Regions from separate parts of the Mus musculus genome. Here all the other regions are linked to region 3. Evidence: chromatin contacts called from public Hi-C data. All regions are on one chromosome and are shown on one strand. The core of a region is the stretch at or near the end of the contact, and the rest is flanking DNA. Distances in the headings are between cores, read along the strand shown. Region 1 overlaps Cacna1i (calcium channel, voltage-dependent, alpha 1I subunit). Region 2 overlaps Cacna1i (calcium channel, voltage-dependent, alpha 1I subunit). Region 3 holds the start of Cacna1i (calcium channel, voltage-dependent, alpha 1I subunit).

Region 1 (2,700 bases), core at 184-2,683, 59 kb before region 3:
GGCATTCCCAAGGACCAACAGGACCTCTTTACTCAGCATCCCCTGGCTGGGTAGCAGAAGGATGTGAATTTAAACTATTGCCTGGTACTGAGTCTCCTCCTCTTTCTATGGCCAATTCTTTTCCCTAGACGGCTTACTCACCCTAACAACCTCCTATCGCCTGCCTCAGCCTAGTAAAACCTCGCTCTGTGGAGCCTTCTCAACCTTCTCTCACCAAAGCATTCAATCCTCCACTCCAGGCAATCTCAGCCTCTCCTAGCCTAGGCTACCTTGTACAGTTACAGTTTGTATGTTGTGCGGCCCAAGAGATTTGCATCCCATTTGCATCAGCATCTAACCTTAATCAATACCCATCCGTCTGTATATTTTCCTGTCCTATCTACTGGGCTGTGAACTCCTGGGGAACAGGGTCTGTGTCTGAGCCACCTCAATAGTCCCAGAAGCCAGCGTGGCCTAACCTAGAAGATAAGCTTAACCAACGTTTGCTGGATGACTGACTGGGAATGAGGAGAAGATTGGAGGCAGGGAGGGGCGAGTGATGATGACAGGTAGGAAGAGTTGGTCCTGTTGGACTTTGGTTGATGCCAGCGTGATGCTGAGGTGGTTATTAATGAGGATAATTATCATGGATTTGCATCACAAGCTTGGTGTGGAGTGATTTCCAATCAATAATTAATGTCCACCCCATCTTCCCTCCCCACAAAACTAGGTCAGCGTCCTCTCAGGGAAAGCAACGGGGCTCCCCTGGCAAGCTGCGTCATCCAACTGAGAACATCTAGGCCCAGGGCTCAGCACCTTACATTGCTTTAACATCTACCCTCCAACATGGGAACAAGGAGGGAGGCAAGGAAACAAGACGTGTCCTCACGTGATCCCCAAAATGAACCAACTGCAAGCCTTCCCAGGGCTGCAATCACTCATTCATGGTTCGCAAGCATGCATTCATTCATCGAGTGGTAGACTGCCTGCCAGCACTGCACTGAGAATTCCCCCTCAGAGCTCCCAGCCCAGCAGCGGGGTCCAGATGCAGCGGTGCTGAGCAGAAGGACTGTTGTGAAGGACACATTTGTGGGGAGGATGAAGTGGAGCTGGGCCCTACAAGATATGAAAAATCTGCCAGAGGTGCTGAGGGGAAGTGTAGCCTGAGAGCATGCAGAGCTGCCAGGCCAGGCCTGGGGCTGCTGTAGAGGATTCCAATGAGTTGAGTAGGGCAGGTCTGGGAGGAAGGATGACAAATCAAAGGTTGGTGTCACTGTCACCAGCAGGTCTCAAAACAGCCACCGTCCTTGAGTGGCTCTGGGGTCTGGAAAGTGGCAATCCTAGAATCCACGCAAAGGCAGTGGATGAAGACCAGGCGCTGGACCAGACCACCTCAAGGAGGCAGCAGGCTCCTCTCCACGCGTGGCTCACTAACCAGCTCAACGCCAGCCCGGCTGCTCCTGGCTGCTCCCAGGGGTGGCCTTTATTGCTCAATTAATTACATTTCCCTTGTTCTCCAGGATATTGAAATTCTGAGCTGCCAGCTACTTTCCCTGAATGGCAGCCCCCTCCCTCTGCTTCTTTCCCACCCAGGGGCCCAGCCCCTCTCTCTGGGTTCCTCTCTCCAGGGCCTGGGGAATCCCGGGGCCACAGAGCCAAGGTGTAATTAGGAAACTAGGAATTTAGCACAAATTTAATTCATCCGTGGCTGCCCAGGGAATTGGGACCATGGGATTGGGAGTCAGGCCCCAAAGAGCCTAGCTGAGCCTTCTTTTACATACTTGGTACAGTAAGGTAGCCAAGACAGGTAGGATGTTGATGCTCTTTCTCTAGTACCCTGGCGCTAGGCGCATGAGGTCAAGGTAGGAAGGGGCAAAAGGCAGGGGCATAGACAGAGCCGTAGAAAGAAATGGAGATAGAGATGGGGAGATCAGGGGCAGGACAGGACCGAGGGACAGGGGGACAAAGGGACAGAGGCAAGAGTACATGCATGGAAGGAAGTACCACCTCCAGACTTCTCTATGTGCTCTATCTCTTCCTCCAAGCAGCCTTCCTGGGTTTCACCACACCTAGTCAAAAGTGCCCATCCTCTAGCCCAGCTGTCCCCTGACAGCCACCTTCTCTGAGGCTGGGCTTACTCTGGGGGCCTTCAGACTAGGTCAGGAGCCAGGTGGACCATGATGTCAATGGCCCCAAGAGTCTAGCTAAGGGCCTGTTCCCCAGCCAAGAAGGGACAGGGGACACAAGAAGGGACAGGGGACATTAGACCCACCCCTGGTGGCAGCCAGCACAGACCAAATGAAGAGGTCTAGGTTCTAGTCCCAGCTGGGCAGCAAGACATACCCCTCCCAGGGCCTCAGTAGCCTCACGTATAGGCAGGCAGGTCCCACTACACTAAGTACATACACTGCATACACACTACGCCTTCTCTTCGTCCTCTTCATCCTCCTCCTTTTCCTCCTCTTCTTCAACTCTGCCCACAGTCCATTCAAAACATCCCTATCAGGACAGCGCAGGGTCCACTCCCAGAGGCAGCCCTAGCCTGTACCACTGTATCCTCTGTACCACTGTATCCTCTGTACCATTGTATTCTCTGCAGACCCAGCTTCTTGCATCCCTCTGAGCCATCACACAGTCAGAAAGGCATCTCACTCCTTCTGTTCTCCTGGTCTGGGCTCTCCTCTTCTGGCCTCTGGGAATGGGCTGGTGTCTGACTTGAGC
Region 2 (2,700 bases), core at 129-2,628, 41 kb before region 3:
ACTCAGCGATGCCTGACTGTTTTGTTTTGCACGTGTCTTTGTGTAGTGTGTGTTTCTGTTCCCATGTGTGAGGTGCATGCGTGCATGTGAAAGCCTTTCTTGACAGCTCTTCACCCTTATTCACTGAGGCAAATTCTCTAATTAGAACCTAAAGCTCACCAACGGGGATAGTCTAGTTAGCCAGGTTTCTCTGGGAATTCCGTCTTGGCCTTGAGGTCTTTGGAATTACAGGGGAGCTGCTATGCCCACGTGGCTTTTAAGAGAGAAGGAGAGTTCCAAATTCTAATCGCCATACTCGTAAGAGGAGCATGTTATCGTGCACTGAGCCATCCCCAGTGCATGGCTTTTTTTATATGTGTGCCACCACTTACAATGTCTGCCCCCCCTGAGGTGAGCTCAGGCTGGTCTTGGCACCACCTGACGGGGGCTATGCTACAGGTAGGTGGGAGAAAGGTGGGAGGAAACATTTCCTCTCCGAGGATTCACCTCACAGCTTCCTGAGGGTCAGTGAGACTTCCCAAGACCTTGGGACAGGCTAATGGATGATTTCGACCTCTGGAAAGGTGACATTCTCTCATTGAGTGAACACGGGCTCAGCCATATCTGAGAAATCCCAGGACCCCCTATATAATGTAGTGACCTGGAGCTGGCTACCAGTTTCTGTGAGTGTCCACTCATCTGCAGAGCAGCCTTAACCTCCTGGGATCCTGGGGCTCGGGACAAGACGGCAGCTATGAAAGAGCTCAGCCCATCAGCAAGCAAACAGAAGCTGGCTCCCATTGCCCAAGCTTCTGGCTGTGCTCCAAGGAACCCAGGGCCAGGAGGTTCCCCCTCTTAACCTCCTGGGATATACCCTCCTTGTTCTCGAGCCATGAGGCACGGGAGGAGCTGACACCCACCAAGGCTGGCTCAGGAATGTACACAGCACCCAGTCCAGCCGAGCCAAGCCAAGAAGGCTCCATTCTGGACCTCCTGGGCAGAGCAGAAGAGGACAGATGAGAAAGTCTCTGCTGATGCCATCCATCCTGCACAGAGCAGTGAACTCCAGGGAGCAAAGCTAGCACAGAAGAAACATCAGAGCTAAGAAATGGCAGCACAGGCGGGGACGTCCGTGAGGATTCTGGCACCAGTCATCATGGAGGGCAAGGCTCTTCAGCAAAAGAGCTGAGAGAAATCCCATCACTGACTCTTGAGGTTTCTGCCTGACTCACACCTGACCAGTGTGACTCATCAGGCAGGTCTGAGGATCTCTGGCAACTCGCCCAACCCCCACGGTGGCTACCATCTTGTTTCCATGGAAACGGGCCTACACAGTGACCATCACCTGTTCTAACCAGCCGCGCATGCAATCAAAACCAACATTTACACTCAGATTCTCACTAGAACCTTCCAGGGTCCACACCCACCCAATAATGCATCCTCACTTCACTCTTCAGCACCAGGCAGGAAAGCAGTGCCAGGGGCCTCCCCTTGTCCTTGACTCGGGACCTGCCGTCAGAGAGAAGACCTATAAAGCCCCAAAGTAATTTTGGTCAGTGACACAGCCCACAGGGCCCCTTGGGCATCTTGACAACTCTGGAGTTTCCCTGAGCCACACAGAATACAAACACAGACACACGGGAAGAAGGCTCCTCCACAGGCTTCTGGAGACCATGAATGGAGTCCAGTAAATGACCCTGTGGTCACCGAATTGAGCTAAGCCCACTGGCAGGCAATGGCCTCTGTGGCACTTGTATGACCAATGCCAACTTTAGATTCCTCAGCAGAGTACAGACCCTGCCCAGCCAGCCTGGACAGAGCTACGGAAGTGGCAGCCAGGGACCACAGCTTCAACAAGGACACTGCCCACCAAGAGTCCTCTTCTCTGATCTGACTTGACCCCACAGAGTAGTTGTTCTTGGTGAGCCAAAGTCAAACCTGCTTTCTGCTTCCTTTTGCCTTCCTGTAGCTAAAAGTAGCCGTGAGATTTGACTCTCGCCAAGCATTAGGAAAGGAAGGGATTTGGTAGAGAAACACACACACACACACACACACACACACATTGCTTTCTGACCCAAGTAGACAGGCAGGGCTGAAATAGCCATCTCTCCGCCCTTCCATATGGCCTTCAATTCAGATATCCATAGCTCCAGCCACTGCCTTATGACCACTGAAGAAATGACTGGGAAAATCACAAGGGTGTCAGCTCCTGCATGGCAGGAGTGATGATCCACATCTCCCGGTGCTTCCTATGCAGGTCACAGGAGATGACTCTCTGAATCTCTGAGAGCATCGGACCACCACACAGGACCCCTGAGTGAATGTAGATTCCTAGGTCCTACCATACCTGATAGGCCCACATCCCTGTAGTGGGGCCCAAGAGGCTGCCCCCATGACGCTGCTGCTCTCTGGAGCATGTAGAGAGGTGAAGGTTGTGTTTGAAGGTTGAGGAGATCACCTATCCCAACTTGCACACTACTGTGTGCAAGGAGGGACTAATCCCCACCTTCAACCTGTCATACCCAGAGTGCCCCCAAGAGCCTTTACCCAATGGGGATATGGCTTCTCTGTAGCCTTCAGTTAGAATGCCACCCCCCCCCCAAAGTCTTAAATACAAGTCTACCACACGTATTTAAGGCAAAGATGCATACAGCAGTGGTACAGAGTAGCTGGATGCTCAGGTAAAGGGGCTTGTGACCTGACCCTCCCCACCCGCTCTTG
Region 3 (2,700 bases), core at 109-2,608:
CTGGCCGCTGTCTCCGCTGGGCCTATTTCTGAGCCCCCTCCCCCAGGCTTCCTGACCTCCCAGAAAAGAGATCTACCCACCCCCTGCTGAGCCCTCTTGCCCCTTCACTCCACACACACCATCCAACAGACAATTAAATCCCAATCATCACAAACACTCATTATATAACCTTCTCCCTGGCAGCTGAGGACTCCTCTTGGCCCCTTGGACTGCCCGCTCCAACCCGACCTGGCTTCATGCAGCGCGACCTAGGTGGGCGCCTAGGGTGACTGGCGAAGGAAGGGCCCTCCACCACCCGGCCTGGAGGAAAGTTAAACCCTGCCCGGGGTTCTCTCACTCAATCCCGCCCGCCGTCCTCCGTCTCTAGCTAACGCTCCTAGCTCAGCCCTGCCGGACACTGGCACCAGCTCTGATCCAGCTGGTCGCAGAGCCGCAGCAGAGGGACAGCAGGACGGACGGACAGACCGCCCGGGCCCCCGCCAGCAGCCTGACTTGTTGAATAAATTTCTGCAGCGCTGGTTGAGCCGGCTTTGGGTTTCAGTATTGGCACCAAGAGAACTTTCGTGGCCTTGGAGAGGGGCCCCGGTCAAAGTTCCCTGTCCTTCCAACGCAGGGCCCCCACCCCACCCCCCAAGCAAGGGATGTGACGCCCACCTGATGGGTACGCGCGGGCGGGTGAGGGGGATCAGTCCCCAGAAATAATAAATAAATAAATAAACAAACAAAAACGCCTCTATAAAGAAAGAGCCCGACGCGCCAAGAAACCAAGCTGGGGGCTGAGCCTCTCCTTCCCCCTCCACCGTCACTGCCTCCCCTACCTTGGCATGGACGTGGCTGGGCAGCGGGGTCGTCCCGGGCAGAGATGCGGGGGTGACGCGTGTCCCCGAAGCCGGCGTGGAGAGGGACCCCGCGCCCCGCCGGCCCCACGCCTCAGATTCCGGGATCAGCTGCGCCCCCGGGGCGAGGGGGGCGGCGCACGCAGGGTGGCGGGCCCGGGGGCGCGGGCCATGGCGGGCGGGTCGCCGCGGCTCGGGGCGGGTGGCGCGGACGAGCGGCGGACCGCGCGGAGTTGGAGCGCGCGGCGGGCGGCGGGCGCGCGGCGCTCCGGGCCGGGGGCGGGGGCGCGGGGCCGCGGCAGGGCAGGTGCGGGGCGGCAGGCGCGGCGGAGCGCGGGGTCGGGTCACCCGGGTCCCCGGCTTCGGCGCCCCTGGCGCCCCCGGCCCGGACTCGAGGCGCAAAGGGGCTGCGCGCGACGGGGGCTGCGGAGGAGCCGGAGCGCCAGGCGGTGCGGGGACGTGCGGCGGCGGCGAGACCGAGCCGCGCCGCGTGCGAGGAAAAGCCGTCCTTATACTGACACCAAATGTCTTCGGGGAAAGCTGCAGGCTCGGGGCGCTGGAGGGGGAGGTGTGCGGGCGACAGACTGAGTGACGGTGGCGCGACTGAGTCCCCTCCGGAGAGGCGGGAGCCCCCGGGAGTGCAGCCACCTCCTAACAATTTAGGGTCGCACCGCTGGGGAGGGTCCTGACCCTTTTGGCCCTGGGCTTTGTCCATCATGCGTAAAAACGGGAGAGCCTTTGAATGAGCAGCCCAGGTGCCTAACGCTTATTGGTCTTGTTACACTTCGGATTCTCACTGGGCTTCCTGTTGGGGTGCTTGCTCCACTGCCCAATGAGGGGGTCACCAGCATAATGCTCGAACCGGTCTCCAAAGGTCGTTCAGAAACCCAAGTTCCCACCAAGCTTCCCATTCTGGTCCCACTTCTTCCTGCCCTTCAAGATGGACGCAAAAGACCACCAGCAGTGGCCGTTGCATGCCTGTAATCCCAGAAGAAGCAGGCAGACCTTTAAATTCGAGATTATCCTTAGTCCATAAAGCCAGTTCCAGGCCTACATAATGAGAACCCAATCTCAAAAAAAGAAAAGGAAAATCCTACCTCCTTTTAAAAGCTTCTGAGTGACCTACACGCCCCCCTCCCGTCCACGAGGTGAGCAGATGCCCATCTTTACCCAGCTGCAAGGTCAATCTTCCACCTCACCCCTGGGCAGCTGAGAGACCATGAAATGGGCACCCATCTCTCTTGTTTTCTGCAGCACCAACTCCCCAATCCCAGCCCTCTTACCAGGTAGCCCCACCTCCCCCCTGCATGGGTTATAGACTCCAGGAAGGAGTGTGCAGGATTGTGAGCCCTTTTCATTGGTTCCTATGTATATAAGCAGATTAAAGGTATCGAGATCCTGCCAAATGCCAATCAACTGCTTGTTTTCCCTGGGACCCTGGAACAGGGCACCTCATTTTGCTGTCAACAAAACTTGAGACTAGAGATGAGCCTTAAGCCAGAGGTCGCTCTGCTGGAGAGCAGCCGCCCCATGTATGAAGTGGGTGCTCCCCGGTCCATACCCACTGTCAGTTTGTCTTAGCTTTCTGCTGCTGGAATGGTAGGACATTGACCAACAGCAACTCTGGGAGGAAAGGGTTTATTGGGCTTTAAGCAGCCATCATGCAGGAAGCTGGAGGCAGGGACTGAAGCAGAGGCTACCAGAGGGCTGCTGCTTCCTGACTTGTTCCTGGTGGCTTGCTTAGCTTGCTTTCTTATACAACCCAGGACCACTTATCCAGGGGTGGTACCACAGCGGGTTTCGGTTAATCCAGAAAACAGCCCACAGCTGTGTCCGCAGGCCAATCTAAGGAAGCAGTTCCTCA

What was found. Hi-C and Micro-C count contacts between places; a contact is called where the count stands out from the background.
Region 1: a Hi-C map of the N1E-115 cell line shows a contact between it and region 3, with 12 times the contacts expected there. The contact joins the enhancer-like site here to the promoter of Cacna1i in region 3. A contact is called at or near these places in 11 of 39 promoter capture datasets (the C10 cell line, the HPC-7 cell line, HPC-7-derived erythroid cells and 6 more), 2 of 15 datasets of contacts at CTCF or cohesin (the NIH/3T3 cell line and large pre-B cells), 27 of 484 Hi-C or Micro-C datasets (B cells, CD4 T cells, the F1.1 cell line and 17 more), 2 of 115 datasets of contacts at active chromatin or transcription factors (both in embryonic stem cells) and 3 of 9 other capture datasets (adipose tissue, embryonic stem cells and liver).
Region 2: a contact with region 3 is called in a Hi-C map of cerebellar granule neurons, with 2.1 times the contacts expected there. The contact joins the enhancer-like site here to the promoter of Cacna1i in region 3. A contact is called at or near these places in 16 of 39 promoter capture datasets (the 3T3-L1 cell line, the C10 cell line, the HPC-7 cell line and 11 more), 3 of 15 datasets of contacts at CTCF or cohesin (CD8 T cells, the NIH/3T3 cell line and pro-B cells), 19 of 484 Hi-C or Micro-C datasets (B cells, the F1.1 cell line, the G1E-ER4 cell line and 11 more), 2 of 115 datasets of contacts at active chromatin or transcription factors (embryonic stem cells and forebrain) and 5 of 9 other capture datasets (adipose tissue, embryonic stem cells, liver and 2 more).

The regions. Positions count from the first base shown.
Region 1 is chr15:80,345,399-80,348,098 of GRCm38.p6, reverse strand. The region is part of intron 5 of Cacna1i (calcium channel, voltage-dependent, alpha 1I subunit); the gene reads right to left. Among named protein-coding and RNA genes, the nearest start is that of Gm41363, 54 kb to the left of the region's middle. Within about 2 kb of position 1,433, at least 3 of the 459 cell types and tissues checked have an H3K27ac peak or open chromatin away from gene starts, as enhancers often do. A contact at or near this core is called in the N1E-115 cell line, where this site is marked.
Region 2 is chr15:80,326,504-80,329,203 of GRCm38.p6, reverse strand. The region is part of intron 4 of Cacna1i (calcium channel, voltage-dependent, alpha 1I subunit); the gene reads right to left. Among named protein-coding and RNA genes, the nearest start is that of Gm31319, 38 kb to the right of the region's middle. Within about 2 kb of position 1,378, at least 12 of the 459 cell types and tissues checked have an H3K27ac peak or open chromatin away from gene starts, as enhancers often do. A contact at or near this core is called in cerebellar granule neurons, where this site is marked.
Region 3 is chr15:80,285,896-80,288,595 of GRCm38.p6, reverse strand. It overlaps Cacna1i (calcium channel, voltage-dependent, alpha 1I subunit), which reads right to left and starts at 1,358. Exons shown (of 37, transcript NM_001044308.2): 1 at 819-1,358. Gm31319 (a long non-coding RNA gene) reads left to right here. Exons shown (of 2, transcript XR_384257.3): 2 at 184-728.